Regions from separate parts of the Mus musculus genome. Here regions 2 and 3 are each linked to region 1. A link is a contact called in public HiChIP or PLAC-seq data. All regions are on one chromosome and are shown on one strand. The core of a region is the stretch at or near the end of the contact, and the rest is flanking DNA. Distances in the headings are between cores, read along the strand shown.

What was found. HiChIP or PLAC-seq counts read pairs in DNA pulled down with a chosen protein or histone mark.
Region 2: an HNF4G HiChIP or PLAC-seq map of pancreatic cancer cells shows a contact between it and region 1. The contact joins two enhancer-like sites. A contact is called at or near these places in 2 of 15 datasets of contacts at CTCF or cohesin (the NIH/3T3 cell line and embryonic stem cells), 12 of 484 Hi-C or Micro-C datasets (the Ba/F3 cell line, the G1E-ER4 cell line, the HPC-7 cell line and 5 more), 11 of 115 datasets of contacts at active chromatin or transcription factors (T-cell acute lymphoblastic leukemia, astrocytes, cardiomyocytes and 8 more) and 1 of 9 other capture datasets (embryonic stem cells).
Region 3: an HNF4G HiChIP or PLAC-seq map of pancreatic cancer cells shows a contact between it and region 1. The contact joins two enhancer-like sites. A contact is called at or near these places in 3 of 115 datasets of contacts at active chromatin or transcription factors (memory CD8 T cells, microglia and pancreatic cancer cells).

Annotation. Positions count from the first base shown.
Region 1 is chr1:86,436,459-86,439,709 of GRCm38.p6, reverse strand. The region is part of intron 1 of Gm32700 (a long non-coding RNA gene); the gene reads left to right. Among named protein-coding and RNA genes, the nearest start is that of Gm32700, 3.4 kb to the left of the region's middle. Within about 2 kb of position 1,684, at least 44 of the 459 cell types and tissues checked have an H3K27ac peak or open chromatin away from gene starts, as enhancers often do. A contact at or near this core is called in pancreatic cancer cells, where this site is marked.
Region 2 is chr1:87,050,108-87,053,358 of GRCm38.p6, reverse strand. No RefSeq gene overlaps it. Among named protein-coding and RNA genes, the nearest start is that of Gm28375, 16 kb to the left of the region's middle. Within about 2 kb of position 1,783, at least 23 of the 459 cell types and tissues checked have an H3K27ac peak or open chromatin away from gene starts, as enhancers often do. A contact at or near this core is called in pancreatic cancer cells, where this site is marked.
Region 3 is chr1:85,836,546-85,839,796 of GRCm38.p6, reverse strand. Cab39 (calcium binding protein 39) reads right to left here. Exons shown (of 9, transcript NM_133781.5): 4 at 2,393-2,511. Among named protein-coding and RNA genes, the nearest start is that of Cab39, 45 kb to the right of the region's middle. Within about 2 kb of position 1,561, at least 174 of the 459 cell types and tissues checked have an H3K27ac peak or open chromatin away from gene starts, as enhancers often do. A contact at or near this core is called in pancreatic cancer cells, where this site is marked.

The DNA of each region.
Region 1 (3,251 bases), core at 435-2,934:
GGCCATCTGCCCATTCTCAGCACTTCTGCGGTATTCATCCCTCTACCTTGGAGGGAAGCCTTCAGCGCTTCCTGCTGGTAGATCCAACAGAATCATCACCGTTAACATTTCCTAGTTGCTCCTCGCAGTAACTCTGTAATAACCCTCCACTAAGTGAGTGCTATCTCAATGATTCATCCCAAGATTCTTTAGGTACCTCTGCCATTATCCACACTTTGTAGAGGACACAAGCTGGAAGCTTCAAGAGCTAAATAACTGGACCAGAGTCCCTCAGCTAGGAGGAGGCAAAGTCCTTCTCTCAAAAGACTCACCTGTCCTAATTCAGCTGTGGTGGACAGTCCCTGGTAGAGCCTCCTGGTGTTTCTTATAACCTCTAAGTCCAATTTTCACTGTATCCAAGGACTCCGTTTCAGCCCTTTGGTCCTCTGTCTGCGTCTTCCTTCCCATCCTTGTTTTAGCTTGGGATGTATCTTCTACTCCCAATCAAAATCTTGCTCTAGCTTAGCTCAAGGGCGACTTGCCTTTTGCCCCGATTCCTACATCTGTTGGACGGTGGTGGTTTTCTCTGGGGCCCTTGAGCAGCTCTGTCCTCCAGAGCCCCTGATGCTGCTTGGAGACAGGGTCTGTTGTAGTCTTGGCTGGCCTGGAACTCAGAGATCTTCTTGCCTCTTCTGAGTATTAAAGGCCTGTGCCACCATACCTGGGCTTCCACCTTGCTTTTGAGGCAATGTCTGTCTTGTTTTTGCCCCTGCCCTTTGGATGTGAGCTTTCCTTTGATGAGAGATACTGTACCACCTCCCATCTCCCAGCAGGAGGGCTGGAATTACAGATTCAAGCCACCCCATCCAGCTTTTTCTATGGGTTCTGGAGATCACACTTAGGTTGCCAAATGATTTTTACCAGCTGAATCATCTCCTTGGTCCCCTTCCTTTCTATGTGTTGGTGTTTTGCCTGCATGTCTATGCCTGTGTACCATATGGGTACCTGACTCCCACAGAGGCCAGAAGAGGGCATCAGATCCCATGAAACAAATGGAGTTTCAGACAGTTGCGAACCATCATGTATGCTGTACATGGAAACAGGGCCCTCTGGAAAAGCAGCCAGTGCTCTTAACTGCTGACCCATCTCTCTACCTCTTTTTTGTTTTTGAGATCGATGTCTGCAGTTGGTGTGGAATTTGCTATGTAGACCAGGCTGGCCTCAAACTCACAGAGATCCACCTTCCTCTCCCCCCTCCCCCCAAACTCTCCTCCCCCTCGGTGCTGGGATTAAAGGTGTTCACCACCAAGCCACCATGCCCTGCCCACCCCCGGCTTTTTCTCTTTTATTTTTCTTTCTGGTATAGGAGATCGTGTGGATTCCATGGCCTCACAGATGCCAGGCCAGTGTTCTACCACAGAGCTGTCTTTTCATCAAGCATGGGAGATTCTCGGGGCTCTTATAAGTGGTAGGATTCTGATCCAGTGATCTGGGTGGAGGCTGAGAGTCTTTGTTCCGTTGAGTCTCCCAGGCAGGGTCGATGGATCTGTGAAGACCACACTTTGAGAGGCACGGCTCTGGGTTTGCAGAAGCATAAATGTCAGCTGATGGGTCTGTTGACAGTGACTCAGCACAGGAGTATGCAGACATTAAATAAGCCCAAGGACTGGACTGTATAGATTTCAGCTCGAAGCAGCAGAGGTTGAAACCAACGGCCAAGCTCCCCAGCACTACCAGAAATGCTTCTGGATGTACTCTTGGGCCAAGCAGTGTGGACACAGTGATCTATCCAGGCTCTCTGCCTCAGCCCTTGCTGCTTTAAGTATCATCATCTCAGGGGCTGAGGGTGTGGCTCCTCGGCTAAGAGTATTTGCCTAGCATGTGGGAAGATTTCAAGAACTACTTAAAGTATGTCTGGCGGTGCTCACCCGTGATCCTAGCACTCAGGAGGTGGAGGCAGGAGGATTAAGAAGTTGAAGGTCAACCTTGACTACATAGTGATTTTTGAGGCTAGCCTGAGCTATGAGAAACACAAAATACCCTATTGTCTCGTATTTGGCCCATGGAGAGCTATCACATAGTTCTCAACTTCCCTCAGAATTTGGTCCCCACTTCCTTTAGAAGGGAAACTCCGTCCTTGAAGACTTTGCACCGTCTGGCCCCGCCTCAGTCATTTATTATTAAGCTCATCCCCCACTTACCCCTTGAGCCTTAAATTCAGTGCCTTTCTTCCCCTCTGAAAGGCTGTCATTGTACATTTTCAAGAAGTTCAGTGCCTAACCCCACCCTCACCCCCGTTGTTTTTTTTTTTTTGGGGGGGGGGGCAGATTGCTGCAGTGATACCTTTTATCTGATTCAAGCTTGGCCAGGAACAGCTAGTTTTTCATAGTCATGATCAAGTAGTCTGTGTTGTGTCTTCATTCCGTTTGATTTTGGGTTTTTTGTTTTTGTTTTTTTTGTTTTTTTGTTTTTTTGTTTTTAAATAGTACTCTCAGGTTCACTGTTACTGCCTTATCTTCGGGGCTGCTTTTTCCATGCCCCTCTGCAGTACTGAACTCCTCTTGGACGTGTACCTGTCCTACTATGCTTCACTATTTCCCACCTAGAACAGTTAGTACTCAGCACATAGCAGGCCTGTTCAGTGACTGTTACAGAATAGGTATTTGAAAAGGCAAGAGGTACTCAGAAGTGTCTAGGTAGGTAATCAGGGCTTCAAGGAGGTCATCTCTAAAAGGGGGGACAACACCTAACCAGAAGCAGCAGCCTCAGTAGGGAGTGTTTCTGGGGTTGGTCTTCCTGGAGGGCAGAAGAAGGTATCAGGGACTGGCAGAGGAGGGAGGACGGGACTGTGATACAGTCTATGGGAAGCACCAGAGACATCACGGACCTTTCTCATAGTCCTGAATTGAGACTGGATGTTTCTATACCCCTGAACAGCAGTCACTGGGCACACCCATGAAGGAGGTGTGACCTCAGGCAAGGCATTTTCCATCATTATCTATCTCCAGAGGGAGCCGATAGCCTAAGCCATCTATGGCCAACAGCTCTAGCAGGTAAGTCCCTCTTCAGTCTTGCAGAGGAATCAGATAGCATAGGATAGTGCCTATCATGTGGGATCTACCCAGGATGGGAGTATGCCGGGCCGGACGGGACCGGACTAAGAGGAAGATGAGCTCCCACCCCCACTCCCACCCCCACCCCAGGGTATGTGCAGAAGACCAGAGGGAAGAGTCAGATGAATCAGAAAGAGGACGATGGCCTTAGGAAGCTAC
Region 2 (3,251 bases), core at 534-3,033, 610 kb before region 1:
CCTTTACTGGCTGGGCTACATCACCAGCCCTTTCTTTGGTGTCTAGCCATCTAGTCCTTGTTTTTCCATGGCTCTCATTTCCTTGAAAATGTCAGTGATAACTTCATTTTCTCTGTGTGATCTGTTTTCTCCATAGGACCTATTTTCCTTTTAAAAGGAAGTTTCCCTGGTTATCTTTATTTACAGATAGGACTCACAAAGTGACTAGAAGCCCAAGTACCCTAGGGACTTGGCAGGCTGATTCCCCATGAGAAGCCTGGCTGGGATCTCACTGGGGAAACTCTGCTGCCAAGTTTGTATTTCATGTGGGGACAGGAGGGCCCCGGAGAAGATGTTTTCAATCTCCTGCCTGGCTGCTGAAGGCCTGAGGGCTGACTGGATCCTGCAGCAGCCCTCTGCTGCATCTCATGGGGTCCTATCACAGGAGATTCTACCAGGCCTGGTGACTCTCCGATGATCGCTCTCTTGCCTGCTGGTGTGGGAAGAGGTCAGTTTATTTACTACAGTGGCAACACTGACTTCTGTAGCCATCCTTCTCCACCCCCAGCCCAGAGCAGCCCAGCCTTGTTGGATGCTGTGCAGTACTGCAGCTCGGTGCTTCAGCATTCTTTGTGGATGGCCTCGTACCTGCCTTTCTCCAGTCTAACAGGGACTGCTGGCTCACTCTCAGCTACCAGGGTAACGTCCTCCTTTATTTTCCCATTTCCCCTCACAATGGATCCCTGAACACAAGCTCATTGGTGCCTTTGCTGGTCTTGGGGAGGTAGTGAGAGTGGATGTTTTGTATCCTTCAGAAACTGATAATCAATAACCTTCACAGAGGGAGATCTGGCTCCAGGCTCCTAGCTCCCATTGACTGCAATACCCTCTTCTGGAGCCCCACTCTGCCCACATGGCCTCTTCTAAGGTTCTTGAACTGCCCTGCATGCTCTCTTCTCATGGTCCAGCTGTTCTACACTTGGTCCCTCTTTCCATCTCACTGAGTCACCAGTGCCCTATGGCTCAGCCCTCTCTCCTTCACAGGCCTGCCCCATTCCCAGCAGGAGCCACTGCAGGTCTCTGCTGCTCCCACTGTGCCTATGCTGCCTCAGTTTTGGGACACCACCCACCCCAGGATTTTGGATATTTTTTTTCTCCTCTCAGGCCTTCCTCCTCTCACCTGGACTGCCCTCACTGGCTGCTTTAGTGGCTAGCTGGCATGGTGGTGCAGTGGGTATCCTCACTGGCTGTTGCGGTATGCATCTGGGATGCCTCTGCCTGGCACCAGCTCCCTCTTACCATACCTCCAGTGTGCTGTGCTCCAGCTTCCGGTGGACTGCCATCCTGGGCCCACTGAAGTCCTTTCCAAGGCTCTTTGCTAAGTAGGACTGTGCAGGGTGTCAGCCTCTCTCCCCAGGAGGGCAGGTTACAACCATTAATTAATACTTAACTTTCTCATCCATGCTGGACCCACAACCTGCTCCATTTTCCCCTGGGAACATACTGCCTGCTTCTGAGCTTTTTGAGACCCCAATCAGAGTGAGATTGTGTCTGTCTTCCTTCCATGTGAACCTGACAGGCCACTGAGGAAAAGCCAGTGAGCTGCTCTGTGCCCTGTGCTTTAGCCTATAGTGCAGGCAGGTGTCTTGGATAGCTGATGAGTGAGTACTTCGTTTATTTCTTGTCATCTCTTCTGCCAGCAGTGCCCTTAGTGTTCGGTGCCAACTGCCACACTGAGTGGTGTGTGGACACACGTTCTATCAGTTCTCTGACTCAGTGCTGGGTGAACAAACACAAAGAGAAGTGACTCAGCTGGTGCTGTGGGAAGATGACAGAGCCACTGGGAGGCAACAGAGGACAGGTGGCTCAAGTCCTGGCCAGGGCGGCCTGGCTGCACCACCTCAGATGGAGACCTGAGACTTCCATTTGTCAGACAGGTTAGGGCAACCCAGGACTGCTATGGCTCAGAGTTCTCAGTAACATGATGTCCAACCTGAGGGTGGAGCAAGCCTGTTATAGAAGTTTCTAGTCCAGTGCCTGCCTCCTAAGCACGTTCACTCTGCAAAAACTTTCCTTACTGACTGGTAAGCTGTTCCTCACGAGGGTTGGGGAGGCCGTGTCTCAGCCACCTCTGTGTCTTGAGAGAACCCAGTACTCGAGCCACAGCTTCCTTAAGGATTCTGAAGGAGGCAGTGAAAGGAGGTCTTGGAAGCCCGGGTTTGGCCCAGCAGAGAAGCTAGCTCCTCCTCAGATTTGTGGGATGAGCCTTTAGTCTAGAGATCCAGGATTGGCAAAGCACCAGAGTCTTCTTTACCCAGATACTAAACCACCATCCATCACTGCTCTGCCTATCCAGATATGCTGGTCTGGGAATGGGAGCAGAAGGGAGACCTAAGGGGTGGGAGGACAGGCAGCTGAAGGCTGTGTGAGGCTGACAAGGAGCCCAGGGCAGGTGGGGCGTGTCTGTGGCTCTCCTCAGACAACAGCCCATCCTAGGGCTGTGATATCCTTGCAGCTGTGCCAGTCACTCACTGCAAGGAACCTGCCAGGGGACTCCACAGAATCTTTTTTGAAGAAAATCACCATAACCATATCAGATGGGTCTGTTAATCCTGATGCCACAGGGAACAGCACTGGGGAACAGGGCCTTGGTTGCTTTGGTTTTCATCCTAGATTCTAGTTGCTTTTGAAGCCAATTCATACTATTCCAGTCTGGTGAAAGGAGGATACACTGTGCCCAGTTCCCTAGGGAAGAGGCTGCCCAGTGCTCAGAAGGGTAGGAATTGCTAGTACTTGGGATGCTAAGCAGGTGGCTGGGTCAGGTAGGATCTGTTTTGAAGTCCTCCTGCCCTCTGGAAGGTCTGCCTTTACCTTTTAGGGTACATGTTTGAAACTGCAGGTATTGAGGTACCTACTCATAGCATAGCTGTGAACAGGGCTCCTGGGAGCTTTGGCCTATGATATATAAGAAGAGAGGTGGTAGTCCCACCTCCCCACATCCCATGGGCTGGCAACAGAGAGGAAGGGCGGGGAGGGAGGGCCACAGCCACATGCACAGGGTGACTGGCAGCTCCCTACTGTGCATACTAATTACATTTTTAATCAGCTAGAAGGAGGCTGCAGCATCAATCTGCCACACATGGCTCGTGAATCACCCTGGAGCTGGCAGGAAGGTCCTGAGCTGATGACCCCAGCTCAGCTGTGAGGTGGATTCTAGGGAGCCCCTTGCCCTCGGTGACAGGCCACCCAGCTGCCATGCTTGCCCATGGCAT
Region 3 (3,251 bases), core at 312-2,811, 600 kb after region 1:
ACTGGGGATCACATTAGATTTTAAAAAGCTAGTAAAATACTGTTTCTAAATCCAGTCCATGCCAGTACTTCCTGTATACACACTAGAATCAGCAGTACCACCCCTAAAAGCTTCCATCAAAGTACTTAGAGCCTAATAAGTCAACCACATTGAACGTAAGTAATCTAAACTATTTAATCAGCTCAAGTACAGATATCTTAAAAGGTGGCTCACAGTGCTTTTTATAGAGTGCCACCTTCCAGGTCAGGCAGGAATCGTATGAACTGAGTAAGGTGTCAGAAAGCAAAGAAGCCATCACAGACCAATTGGGCTCTGCCAAAAGAACAAAGGAGCACACAATGGCCTGAGGTGGGACAACTTAAATATAGAAAAGTAAAGTTTACAATGGGCTAAACCAGCTTTGTGTTGGTTTATATACTGGCGGTCAACCTGACAGGATGAGGATCATCTAAGAGGCAAGCTCCCCAGCACACCTGTGAGGAACAATCTAGCCTAGGTAGCCTCAGCATGCTCGTTAAGGTGAGAAGGCAAGGTCGCCTCAACAATGATACCATCACCCCACGGGCTACAACTACTGTCATGGACAAAACAGAAAGGAAAAGTGAGCGGAGAACTGACTACCAGCACTCCTGACCAGCCCGTCCACCCTGACCCCCTCACCCACCCTCCAACTGAGTACAAAGTTAACCCTTCCTTCCTTGGACTGCTTTTGTCAGGACTATTGCAGGAAAAGTAACTAATATAACATCCAATATAGATTTTGAGTTAACGATGATGCTCAAACAATATATTCGCTCCTTATTCAAGTTAGTGGGCTAGAACACCAATGCACTAAAGCACGGCGCTGGCTTTCACCAGACTGTAGCTGTGAAAAGCCTGTGCAGTGCATACACGGCAGATGCATGAGGAACACGGGGAGCGCGGGGAGCAGCCTCGCCGAGCTGTGTGCAGGGAGAGAGGAGGAGCCTCAGAAAGCAGGAAAGATGCAAGGCTAATGGCTGAGGTGGGGTTGTGGGTAGGGCAGGCTTGCTGTCTCAGGTCCCAAGCCAAGCTTCATTCTAGGCCTTTCCTTCTTACCTCCTCGGCCAAGGACTCTGCTCACCAGCCCAGAGAGTTTTATGCTTTCTCTCTCAAAAATCTTATTTCAGCTTCCAGTGACAGCACATGCTTTTAATACTTTGTTCAAAAATTAGGGGTAGGTAGATCTTTTAAGTTCAAGACCAGCAGGGGTTACACAATGAGAATACAAAGGTTTTTGTTGTTGTTGTTTTTAATTCTATACATTGTTTAAAAATTATTTACATCAAAGCTACCATGAAGTAATAGGAAGTGTTAACGTTTAGATTTCAATAAACCTTTGGTTTCTATAACAAAGGAAATTCTGGTCAGTATCACACTGTTCTAAGAACAGTCAGATTTCAGACTATTCATATAGCATATTTTCCACAGGGACACTGGACCGATACAACAGTAACGGGTGAAGAAGCAACACAGATGGGTAGGAACAGAGAGGAGGAAGTAGGAGGAGCTGGCATGTGACATGTCACTGACTCATGCTTTGTCTAAACAAGTCTGAACTTGGGGGAAGTGTTAAACCATAGATACAAACCAAGTGAGGTAATGTGTAGGGAGCAAGGTCGTTCACAGCAGCAGTCAGTCACTGCAGTGGGCAAACATGCTTGCCCACTGGTTTAGCAAACACTGCCGATGCTGGAATGAGCTCAAGGGGTACCAGACAATAGTAGTGTGGAATTGACCAACTACCTACCCTGCCAGCCAGGTAGGCTCAGTGCTCAGAACGAAGAGGGTCTTTTCACTTTTGTTAGTTTAGATCTAAGTTTTGATTTTGTTTCTGAAATGGACAACTACCCAAATCAAATGCCTACTTAGCCTAGGAATAACTCCAGAAAGATGTGTAGTGACCTAGCAGCACATGTGCTCCTGAGTGAGGGTGAGCAGCATGCATGCCCCCACCCCCCAGCACCCCAAGAAGGCTTTCACTGCTGTGTGAGGTGTGAGGTGAGCTGAGGTGCAGAGGAGGCATCTCTGGACTCAACTTGGCTGGGATTTCAATGGACTTCAATGGTTTCTATCTCACAGAATACAAGTATGGCCACACTGGCTCTATTTCTTTCCTTCAGTTGTATTTGATTTGTGAACTTAAGGGCTCATAACTCACCCAATTTTAAGCTTGCATTCACAGGGTATTTTTGTGTTAGTCTAGCTTACAGGCCAAGACTTTAATGGGCAGTATATTCAAGATCTACGTAAAAGTGAGCTAAAACTACAGAGAATATCTTCCCATTTACCGACCTGGTTATCTTGTCCCACCCAAACAAACTTTTCTTTTTCTTTTCAGCTAAGAATATAAACTTTATCACATTGTACATACCCTTTCAATAACATGAACAAAATATTCTGTTGGGTGCAGATGTATTCAACAGTAGGAGTTCTTGTACCAATTTGTCTTCTGAGAATATTGTTGAAAATTTGAGCCACGTCTTTTTTGCCCTATTAGGAATACAATCATTAAAATATTTACCTGTCTAAGTATGAAAATGTCCATCCACCCTCAATATAAAGTCAAAGAGCCACTGTGTATTAGTTATGACTGGATATCTGACTTTACAACATTTGTAGACATTAAATTTCTAATTTTATCTATTTGTAATGACAAATTCTTAAATTTAACAGTGTGCAATTTTAATACAATTTTATCAACAAAGTGAAATCTCATTATAATCCACAAGTAATTTCAACCATCTCTAACTCTCAGAAGCATGCTGATTTGATTATGGGAAGCAGATGTTGGTAGCACACTTCCAATCTATAGGGATTTGAACCTTACAGAAGCGGATACTTCTGTTGTGAACAGTACAGTGTACACTTTTACAGAAACAGAAAGGAAGGAGATTATACTCTCAGTGTGATGACATTAGAGAATTTTTGGCAAGTACATAAACTCCTCTATTAAATTCACTCACCTAGGGAAGACTTAAATACATATTAAATAATAAAAGCACTAAGTATTACAAAGTTCAGAGATGAGTACTTTACAATACCACTGCACAAAACACAGACATATCTAGTGAACCTTAACAATCAGAAAGTTGCCTAAGAAATTAATAATTGACAAAAGGCTCCCAAGAGATGTTTCAGTATAGACACTGTCGTCCCAAGGCTGACAAAGCTCAGAGAGCACTGAAGCCCATGGACAGATCATTCTGGGGCCTGTGCTGGCTCAGGTGCAG